Linked DNA regions of Hordeum vulgare: region 2 is linked to region 1. The links are chromatin contacts, called in public Hi-C maps. All regions are on one chromosome and are shown on one strand. Each heading gives the region's core, a stretch centred on a gene start, on an enhancer-like site or on the middle of the called end of the contact. The rest is flanking DNA. Distances are from core to core; before and after follow the strand shown. Region 1 holds the start of LOC123443899 (MYB-like transcription factor TCL2). Region 2 holds the start of LOC123439983 (GDSL esterase/lipase At1g28600-like).

Region 1 (5,611 bases), core at 2,333-4,832:
TCCGCTCCCTCTACTTCTCCATCTCCAGTCGATTTGTCGCCACCATCTTCCACGGTCTCCTCGTCTAGCATGTCACCGGATTCTACACCTTCATCTCCGGTGACTTCTTCGTCGCCACTCCCCGATTCTACTTTGGCGATTCCTCCTTCCATTGTTCCATCTTTTCCACAGTGTTACACTCGTCGTTCACGTTCTGTGGATGTGTCGTCATCCTCGTCTCAGCCTACTTATGGCTTGCGTTCTCGTCCTCGTCCGCCTGTTGATCGCTTAGGATTTTCCACCGCTGGAGCTGCTGTTCTTGAGCCGACTACTTATCATCAGGCTGTTGTTCATCCTGAATGGCAGTTTGCGATGGCTGAGGAGATTGCTCCTCTTGAACGCACAGGTACGTGGGATCTTGTTTCCCTTCCTCCTGGAGTCCGTCCCATCACTTGTAAGTGGGTCTACAAGGTAAAGACTCGCTTCGATGGTTCTCTTGAGCGTCACAAAGTTCGTCTTGTTGCTCGTGGTTTTCAGCAGGAGCATGGTCGTGATTATGACGAGACTTTTGCTCATGTGGCTCATATGACCACTGTTCGTACACTTCTTGCCGTGGCCTCTACACGCCACTGGTCTATCTCTCAGCTTGATGTTAAGAATGCTTTTCTTAATGGTGAGCTGCGTGAGGAGGTGTACATGCAGCCTCCACTTGGGTATTCTGTTCCTGATGGCAATGGTATGTCGTCTTCGTCGCTCTCTCTATGGCCTTAAGCAAGCCCCCCGTGCCTGGTTTGAGCGTTTTGCCTCTGTGGTGACTGCTGTTGGTTTTTCACCCAGTGTTCATGATCCTGCATTGTTTATTCACCTTTCTCCTCGTGGTCGGACTCTTCTTCTTTTCTATGTTGATGACATGACCATCACTGGGGATGACCCTGAGTATATTGCCTTTGTCAAGGCTCGTCTTAGTGAGCAGTTCCTTATGTCTGATCTAGGACCTCTTCGCTACTTTCTTGGGATTGAAGTCTCTTCTACCTCTGATGGCTTTTTTATATCCCAGGAAAAGTATATCCAGGATCTTCTTGCTCGTGCTGCTCTTACTGATGAGCGCATTGTTGAGACTCCTATGGAGCTCAATGTTCACCTCTCTGCTACTGATGGTGATCCCCTGCTTGACCCGACGCGCTATCGTCATCTTGTTGGCAGTCTTGTTTATCTAGCTGTCACTCGTCCGGATATTTCTTATCCGGTTCATATTCTGAGTCAGTTTGTCTCTACTCCCACATCGGTTCACTATAGTCATCTCCTCCGTGTTCTCTGATATCTTCGGGGCACGATCTCTCACCGTTTATACTTTCCTCGCTCCAGTTCTTTACAGCTTCAGGCCTATTCGGATGCTACGTGGGCTAGTGATCCTTCAGATCGCCGTTCACTTTCTGCTTACTGTGTTTTTCTTGGTGGTTCTCTCATTGCCTGGAAGACGAAGAAACAGATTGCAGTTTCTCGTTCGAGTGCAGAGGCTGAGTTGCGAGCGATGGCTCTTTTGACGGCAGAAGTGACTTGGTTACGGTGGTTACTTTAGGATTTTGCTGTTTCTGTCACTACACCGACTCTGCTCTTATCTGACAGTACAGGTGCTATTAGCATTGCGCGCGATCCTGTGAAGCATGAGCTCACCAAGCATATTGGTGTTGATGCTTTCTATGTGCGCGCTGCTGTGCAGGATCATGTAGTTGCTCTTCAGTATGTGCCTTCGGAGTTACAGTTGGCGGATTTCCTGACGAAGGCCCAGACTAGAGCACAACATGGCTTTTATCTCTCCAAACTCAGTGTTGTTCATCCACCATGAGTTTGAGGGGGGGTGTTAGAGTTATAATATAAGTCATGTACCCTTTTGTATTTATCCCAATATATAAGGTGTTTTCCTGCATATAGCCCATCACCTGTACATGTATATATATCGGCCTATGGCCTCATGGGAATACAAGTTGCTTATTCCTAACAGCTTTTAGCATGGGTGAGAAGATAGGACGAGTAAGATCAACACAGGTTTTTGATGGACAGGAAAAAGCACCCTATATGTCAATCTAGTTTTACTGGATGCATCCTGCTTTCCCTTTCATTGGTCCTGGTGCTTTTTTGCCCAGAACATCTCTACTTCTTCTGCTGTTCTTCCGGGGATTCTTCCAGCTATAAGTTCCCACCTGCACAAGCCCATAATATGAGAAGCGCGATTAGGGAATCACAGATAATATTACTTGCTTGGAACTGATAGATTTATGGATTTCACGAGTCTGTCAAATGATCTTCATTCACTCAAAACACATTTCACATGTATATGTAGGTATATATCAGTATAAGGGCAGTAGGAAACCTGTTCCCGACAAGTCTGTGCATTCTGAAAACAAGATCTTCCTCTGCCTCCGTGAAATCAACAAAATGCTTTGCGTTGCTATTAACTTCTGCCAACATTACATAAATATTAGAAACTTAAAAATATGGTCATAAAATTAAGAAACAAACTCTAGTAGCAACCATATATGAATATTTAACAAATGACATGTGTGTTCACCACTGGAATTCAAAATGTTCCTTGGAGGAGTTTACTCGTATGCTGGAAGAGACCAAAGATGTACTCTGGCCTCCGCTGGCTTCAAGGTTAACTCTTGTCTAGTACTACCTCCGATCCATAGTAAGTGTCGCAGTTTTGAACTAACCCCGGTTCAAAACTGTGACACTTATTTTGGATCGGAGGGAGTAACAAATATCCTGTTTATTACTTCTACGATTTCTTTATAATTTCTGTAGTTACAAGTGCATTGCTTCCTTGCTGATCTACTCTGAAACTGGTACAACCTTCCCTCGGTTTTGCTTTGTTCTCTTGAATATGTATGTTTCTTCATCCTTCTTTAGTTCACTAAAAATCATATTAAGAAAACGTGCACTGTTTCTTCATCCTTCTTTAGTTCACTAAAAATCATATTAAGAAAACATGCACTGTTTCTTCATCCTTCTTTAGTTCTCCTTTATTTTTTACCAAAATGGCAGTAAATAAAAGGTACTGCCTGCAGTTCCTATATCCATCTGGTAAGGCATGAAAGTTCAGTAATGTTCGATGGAATCGGGCTAACTTGCTCACATTAGATAGAACAGTAGTGTGTCTATCTAACAGTGGCTAAGATGGTCCAACTCCATCGAAAAGAACTTCAATTTTGTGCCTCCATGTACATATCTAGTGAAACAGAGGGAGAGTATAATTTGGAGAAGAGAGTGAAGAGGATTGAAAGGAACAAGCAAGCGAAACAGGATGGTGGCGAACCTTTTCTTTCACGGCCACTCATGATCTTGGAGTTCTTGCCCAAGCTTTTGCTGCTCATATGCTTGCTCAAATGGTGAGGTTAGCTTGTGAGTGTAGCGGCGGTTGTGGGTGGGGGGTTACAGTATGAGGCGCCGCACCTTAGTTCTGCCCACAAAAACACATGAGAAAACCCCTGGTTTTAAAGACACGGAGTTGGTGGTCAGTATTGACTAGGTCAGTGGCTGTTGCCTTCTGGCCTTCCCAAATCATCTGCCAGAGAAGACCCTAGCATGATTTGATTTTAGAGAAGTGCATGGTTGATTGAAGCTGAGAAGTCAATTTACTGAATCGAGCTTCTTCACTTCATTTAAAAGCTGAAACTCAATATAAGTAGACGTACTATCCAACCTTTATGACAACTATGCATGCGCCCACCTTGAAAGTCGTTCTTCCACCCATTCAAGCAATCTCCTGATTGATTATCTCATTTCCAATAATCACTATTTTGTCGTTATTTTTGGTACATTGGTTGTTGTGAGGCATCATCGTACTGTTAGCATTGTTGATTGATTGATTCCACCCTGCGGGTCTTGCAGTATACTCTACTTAAAAAGTGTTGTGGTAGCATGGTAGGAGGAAAGATCAATATATTGCTTAGCTCCTTTGGGTTACCATGTTCCGCAGTTCATTTTCTGGAGGTCTTGCAGTATAGTACTTCCTCCGTTTCAAAATAAGTGACTCAACTTTATACTAACATTGTATTAGAATTAATATAAAGTTGAGTCACTTATTTTAAAATAGAGGGAGTACTATTCAATGTGAAAGAGGTCTATTCTGAAAGCATCATTCTTGAGTAGTACTATAATGGTTGGCTGGAATTCATAGGTAATTACTCGATGTCAATACTGCAATTCTCAATCTCATTAAATGTCTTAAAAGTATTTTATTTATGGGGGCCTCATTATCACACTTGTGTCATCATGGCACTTGTATTTACTGCTGATTTCGTCCACATATTTCGTCCACATGGATGAATAAATTGTTTCATAAGGAACGGTTTTGTTACTAAGTCGTCTTTCTTACCCGTTATTATTACTTGCCCTTGCGGCATCCTGATAAACTCGACACAAAAATTCCGCTATACAGAAAATAAACATATTTTGAGTAAACAAAACTGCTCTTTGCGGTGCTAATCAAACTTGAAGCCCATGTTCACGGAGCAATAGATCTGTTGACCTTTCTTGGTATGGCTGGGCCTGGGGACTGAATTATGCAATTATTTTTCCGGGTGATGTGTGACCTATAATAGTAGTATGGATCGATTTAGAATTGGAATGCGTCGCGACCAAAGCAATTTTGTGGTGGCTAGCGAGCACTGTCGAGTATCCATTCATCCCAATCCCAATCCCAATCCCAATCCAAATACCGCTCCCACGCACGGCACGGCTAGAACAGGCAGTCCGATGGTTGGTGGACAGTTAGTCCGTCTTGTTTGCTGCTCAACTGTAGCTGTCTGGGTCGGCCCGGCCCGCGTGGCAACCACGTGATCCGGTCGGGACTTCACGTGATCCGGCGGGGACCTGAAGCTGAAGGTTCACGTTTTTGTGTAGCCAGAAGTTTCTCCAGATAAAGCTGGTCTGTCACCGTTACCTTTCTGTAGCATTGTACGGCCGTTACAAGAGAATCCGATTTCCCCCCTGAAAAAGAAGAATCCGATTTCAAAGGCACTTTTTTTCGAAACGGAGGCAAAAGCGTTGCCTCATCGATTAATTAATTTTTTTTTGCCTAGTTAATTCACGGAAATCCAGATGAAAACCGATACAAACTGATTACAGATGAACAACCCATCAACACTACCACCAAGCAAAGTGATCTCCGACACAAGACATCGGATATCCCAAAAACATAACGACAACCCAATCCAAAAGGACACTCGACCTAAGATCAAGCACTCACATATATCTTCCTTATGGTGTCATTCTTCTTGCCTTTGTCCACCATCTTGCCCCTTATTTTTGTCCCCGTCAGGAGGCAATCAATTGATCTGTCCAAACCAGGTTTAACAATCTCCACGCGGGCAAGTAAGTCACAAAGCTCCTTTGCGAAGGGATCATCTGGAACAGAAGTAGGCGCCATCGGACCTGCCTCAGTGGTTACGTCACTCACATGAATCACATGTCCTAAGGTCATAGGTGTGACAGCCCCAGACCGACGCTTCAGAAGATTCCCCTTTTATTCCATCGCTGTTGTGCGATTAGATTGTTTATCGCATTCATCATCGCATTATTCGCATCATCTGCATTGCATCGGCACTCCGTTGCTGTGGGTTTTTAAAAC
Region 2 (5,611 bases), core at 1,316-3,815, 340 kb after region 1:
GGTAGCTGGCCTGACGATGGGGCCGGCCTTAGTCAGCCTCACGCGGTCACAGCTAGGGCCTGCAGCCGGCCTGATGTGGTCGACAACGCAACTGGTGCGAGGAAGCCGGCGAGGCCGATAGAACCGCCAGCCACCAGTCGGCCTGAGGCAAGCGGCGAGGCCGACGCGGCCTGAGCCGGCAGCCGGTCCGAGGCAGCTGACGCGGTCAGAGCTGGGAGCCAGCCCAATACAGCCGGGCCAAGGTAGTCGGTGCGTGACCGTACGAGGCGACGGTGGAGGCGGATGGTGATGAAGTAGTCCCGATCGGAGAAGTATCGCAACGGCCGGTGCAGGGCGACATGCGAGCAAACGCGCAATCGACGACCGTGAGGGGCCGCCGCGTCGCGCAAGGCCACCGGGTCGGTGAAGAGGTGTGTCGCGCTGATGTTGGAGTAGAGACATGGTGGTCGATGGCGGCAGTGAGCGACACAAACCGATCTTGGATTGGAAAACCAAAAAATTAAGACGACGATCAAAGGGACCGACGGAAGAGAGAAATCCGGATCAAGAAATCGGTAAAAGACTCTCTAGGACAGCAAGTCAACAAGGCCAGCGGAGGAACCCTGGGTATGGGCGGCATGGCCCCCGGCGGTGGTCATGGAGGCCGACCACCCCGGAGGCGGGGCGCGGGGCGGAAGCGGGCGACGCCTAGGTCTAGAAACTTACCACAAATACCATGTTAAAAGAGGGAGAGGGATTGATGGAATAGTTGTTGTATTGCTTGAGCCTCATGAACATATATGTAGAAGTACAATGATCAACTAGAATTATAAGACAGCGTAGGACAAGTCCTAATCTATCTTATATTTTCTAATAATCAATATACTCAAGACAGGAAATTAAGAACTCTAGCAAGAATGCAACAGCGGCGGGTTGGCGTACGGCCCATGCAACACCCCATCAGCGATAATGTTGTAGGCCTTCTCAGTCATGTGGATGCCGTCCCAATTAGCGGCATTAGCTGGGGAACCCATAATAGCGGAGTTCTTGTCGCATGTCCCAACGTGGTACCGGCCACCGCCGCCGCAGCATGCCACAAGAGGATCGCGGATACCTGCATGCCCAAACGCAACACGATCGAGCAATGAGCGCGGTGCATGGACCAAATCATATGTAGTATATATAGTCCGCTTTAATTAGGAGAAGAAATGCAATCGAGCATCGGTTACTGACCAAATCTGTGTGGGTTCTTGAAGATTTCCATGGCGGCGCCGAAGTAGTCAGCGTAGATGAGCTTCACCCATGGATGATGCGCCCTGAGCCTGTTGACCTCATTGGACAGCGCCATGTTGTGCCTCATAGAGAAGTCGTTGTACCACCTGAGGCAGCCGAACTGGTCATAGTCCGCACGGTTGCCCGTGTGGAGATCGTTCAGGTACTTGGGCACACACCCGATGGGGAAGTTCCCTGGGATCATGATCGTCCTCGCGCCGAGATCGATGAGCTCCTGCATGTATACGATGACAAATGAAACCACCTACGAATACGATACATGGATGATTTGTTTGTACAAACTAATTGATGGCGTGTAAGCACCTGCGCAATACTGATGATGCGGTTGACAACGTCTGGGATGAATTGGTAGGCTGTTTCACGAGTATGATTTCTACCGAGGAGCAAGAAGTTGTAGTCGTTGCCACCGATCTCGCCCAATATGATGAGAGACTCTCCCAGGAGTCTCCTGGCACCTGGTAGACCATCGTAGCCCAATTAATAAAGCAGTTTTAGCATGCATGCTGGACACGTGGTTAAATTAATTGATAAGATTTTAGGTAGCCAATTAACTAAAACTAATAGTGTGGGTTTAGTGTGAATGATGCATGGACGTGTGGTTAAGTTAATTACCGGGCCCTGGTGCTATCCGTTGCACTACTTCTTTGAACCAGCCCATCTGCACGCCGAGGTTGGCAGACCCTGGAATATCAATGTTCCATCTTTTGAAGTACTCTGGGGGAAGCGCCGTGGCAGCAAACACGGCAAAGTTGGCACCGAATGTGCATTGCCCCGATCTTTGCTCGGGCAAGCTTGGCTGTACCAGCGGCAGACCCAGCGCTTGAGCTGCAATACGTATGCACACGGTTGTTAATAGTCACGACCACACACTATTGTGAACACACAGGGGTAGCTAGATCCAAGTGCTGTGAAGTGCACTCACCGTAGAAATCAAGGAGGACACGCCCGTCACAGACGCGGCCTGTGGGGTGGTGGAAGAAGGTCATCCCATATGGGAACTCCTTCAAGGCGTTTGGAGCGCTGCCGGTCGAATACACGAAGTTGCCGGTGTCGATGATGGAATCGCCGAAGGCAAAGATGCGCTTGTAGCAACGAGCAGATGACCCGCGAGCGCTGAGCAGCAGGACGACCGCGACGACGAGGATGCAGCAGGAAATGGAACGGTGTCCTTGACGCTCCGGGGCCATCGTAACACTGCTGTTGCTACAACGTTTGCAGCCTGAGACGGTGACTGGTTTGTGATCCAAAGGAGTTCATCTGGCCTTCTTTTTATAGCATCTTCAGGCCGAATTCTACTAGTAGGGGTATAGAAGGCAGAATGGCAATGAGTATAGTGACATCGTGAAGATACATTTCTTGCAACTTTTTTTATGTATGTAAAGGATAGGTTTTTTTTTATTTACTCGGGTGATCTAAAGGATAGATTTATATCCTCTCTATATAATTTTTTATTTTTTGCACATGATCTAAAGGAGAGAGTTATATCCTCTATATATAAAGTTTTTTGTTTTGCAGGTGATCTAAATTCTAAAGGATAGATTTATATCCTTTGTATATAAAGTTTTAGGTTTTTCGTGTGACCTAAAGGATAGATTTGTATCCTCTGTATATGAAGTTTTATTTTTTGCGGGTGATCTAATGGATAGATTTATATGCTCTATATTTAAAGTTTGATGAATTAAGCTGCTAAGCTCCCAAGGCAACAGGCCGAGGGCAGGGGAGGGAGAGGCGGAGAGGGACGGGCGAATGGGAGGGGAAGGACTGAGGGAGATTGGGAGGGCCAGCGCCGGGGCAGGACCTGCAATCGCTTGCCGTCGTCTCTTGCAGCAGTTTGGCTAGGTTTGGGAATAGTGATTCATTTGGAATCGGAGGAGGGAGAGGTACGAGACGAGGTGCTCAGCTGTCGGCTGCTCCAGCGTCTAACCAGACACACCCAGTCGGTCCAGGCTGGACTGAGTACGTGGCCCAAATGTAAACCGTATAACATACGTGTAGTAACAGTAAAAAAACATATGTGTAGTAATCTTTTGGGGCCAAATTATTTGTATTACAGTGAAATCCAAGGAATAAAAATAAAATTGATTCAAAGATTCCAAGGAATTCCAAGGAATAAAAATAAATTTGATCGAAAGACTATTTCATACACGGCCTATTCTTTCCTCGGACGAAATGAAGATGTGAAGCTGAAATAGGTCATGTCAAACATTGTTAGGGTACGTCCGAATTTCATGGTCTAAAAATAAATACTTAGCGTAACCTTATTTAATTTTCGTCCGGTGCAACGCACGGGCATTTGTACTATAATAATATGTTAAAAAAATAACAGATTGTTTCTGGTCAACCGTACCGGAAATTTTCCTTAAAATTGCAAAATATTACCCACCAATGTCACCTATAAGTAATACAAAACGTTTCACAAAAATAAATTACGGACTGGGCCGGCCTAGTAGGAACCTCCTATACTGCGCTCTGCGCGCCAGGACACAATACAGCGTGCGTGGGCAGGCCCATAGACCGGCAACCTGCTTGAAATTTCGTTTTTAATTTATTTTTTCTTTTCCGTCATATATTCTGTACTTTAAATAATTTTGGAATTCAAAAAACAAGGAAAATAAAAAATGATAGTTATAAAAAAATGTTTATTAATTCTTAAATCATTGTAGATTCGGAAAATATTTGGGATTTAAATAAAACACTTGAAAATTTAGAACAATTATTCGGGAAATAAAAACGTCCATGATTTTTTATAATATAGATTTTTTAAAATGTACATGAAATAGAACAATAATTCGTAAATTCAAAAAATGTTCATAAATAAAAAACATTATACAAACTTGAAAACTGTTCATAATTAAAAATTATTTTATTTAGTAATAAAATATTTGTTGAATCAAAATGGATAATGCATTTCAAAAAATGTTCATCAATTGCGAAAATCGTTCCATAATATCCTTTTTCCGTCAATTCTAGAAATGTTCGTCGAATCAAGAAAAATATTTTTAAGAATGCGCTAGAAGAGGACACTCAGCGCCCTTTTGGGCCCACCCGTATTTGGGCGATCTTCAGTTCTGTTTTTCTTTTCCTTCATTTTGATTTATACTTTATTTAAGTTTGGACTTCATAACAAAATTGAAAACTCAAAAATGAAAATTTGAAAATGAAATGTATAATAATTCGTAAATAATTGTAGATTTATAAATTATTTTTGATTTCTAAAAAAAAAATCATAAATTAATGTATGTACCATGGCACATACATTAATTTTAAAAGATATATTTTCATATACCTATTATAGTGTCATAATATTGCTAAGAAAAAAAATCCTTCATATATTAGTTGGTTCACTCCAGAAACTGTCAACTAGGTCCACTTGTTGTACTTTGTGAAGGCCCTTTGAACATTTCAAATTAACAAGCTAAAATCCTTTTCCCACACCTCTATGAATTGACCGCACTAGCCAATAGATGTGCATCCAATAAAATTCGGGCACAATATTATTAATATCTACTCCTTTCGTTCCTGAATATAAGTATTTTTAGAGATTTCATGAGGGACTATATACGATGTAAAATGAGTGAATCTATACTCTAAAATATGTCTATATACATCTGTATGTAGTCTCCTAGTGAAACCTGTAAAAAGACTATATTTAAGAACGGAGGAAGTATCTTGTATAGACAAACACCACTATAAGTACTCCCTCAATGGTGAACTAGCTTCACTTTTCTTCCATAAGGTCTCATATCTGATGAAATATCAGATGAGTCTAGTGTTAGGGTTTTTCCACATTATGTCGCATCATTCGTTGTCGCCCACCTGCACCCCTCTCTCTTTGTCTGCTAGAGGCGGGAGAGGAGGTTCCTGATGCTAGGTGGGTCGGGAGAGGAAAGGTGGTCGAGGTGGAGCCATCGGCGGTCGGAGTTCAAGATGATGATAATAGGGAGGATTTGAAGGTGCCACGACAAACTTTTTTGCATTCATGTATGTTGTAGGTGGTGGTGTGCGGTGCCTCTAGCCTCAATGATGCAAGGGCTAGACTACAACATAAAATCCCGGATCACTCTTGATTTGCATTCATATACTTGGTCTCTCCCTCAAATTATTTTGGAATAATGCCTAAGACGAAATACCGACTAGAACTACCCACCCCCTTCAAATCAAAAAAGATGAAATACAAGTAATACATATGATTATGTATAACGCCTAAGACGTAGGTGGGCCAATCCAAAGGCCATGTTGTCATCCATGTTGGGTAAAAGCATTCCTTATTGTAGCCTCCAAACATGTACATACCTCCGTAAATAGGTCTCGATTCTCCACACGTTGTAGAGATGATCAT

The links. Hi-C and Micro-C count contacts between places; a contact is called where the count stands out from the background.
Region 2: a Hi-C map of seedling shows a contact between it and region 1, with 4 times the contacts expected there. The contact joins the promoter of LOC123439983 here to the promoter of LOC123443899 in region 1. A contact is called at or near these places in 2 of 6 Hi-C or Micro-C datasets (leaf and seedling).

Annotation. Positions count from the first base shown.
Region 1 is chr3H:374,389,109-374,394,719 of MorexV3_pseudomolecules_assembly, forward strand. LOC123443899 (MYB-like transcription factor TCL2) reads right to left here and starts at 3,583. Exons shown (of 3, transcript XM_045120449.1): 1 at 3,296-3,583; 2 at 2,351-2,435; 3 at 1,855-2,180. The coding sequence starts at 3,353. The coding sequence ends at 2,096.
Region 2 is chr3H:374,731,744-374,737,354 of MorexV3_pseudomolecules_assembly, forward strand. LOC123439983 (GDSL esterase/lipase At1g28600-like) reads right to left here and starts at 2,566. Exons shown (of 5, transcript XM_045116579.1): 1 at 2,195-2,566; 2 at 1,885-2,097; 3 at 1,576-1,727; 4 at 1,213-1,486; 5 at 737-1,093. The coding sequence starts at 2,459. The coding sequence ends at 888.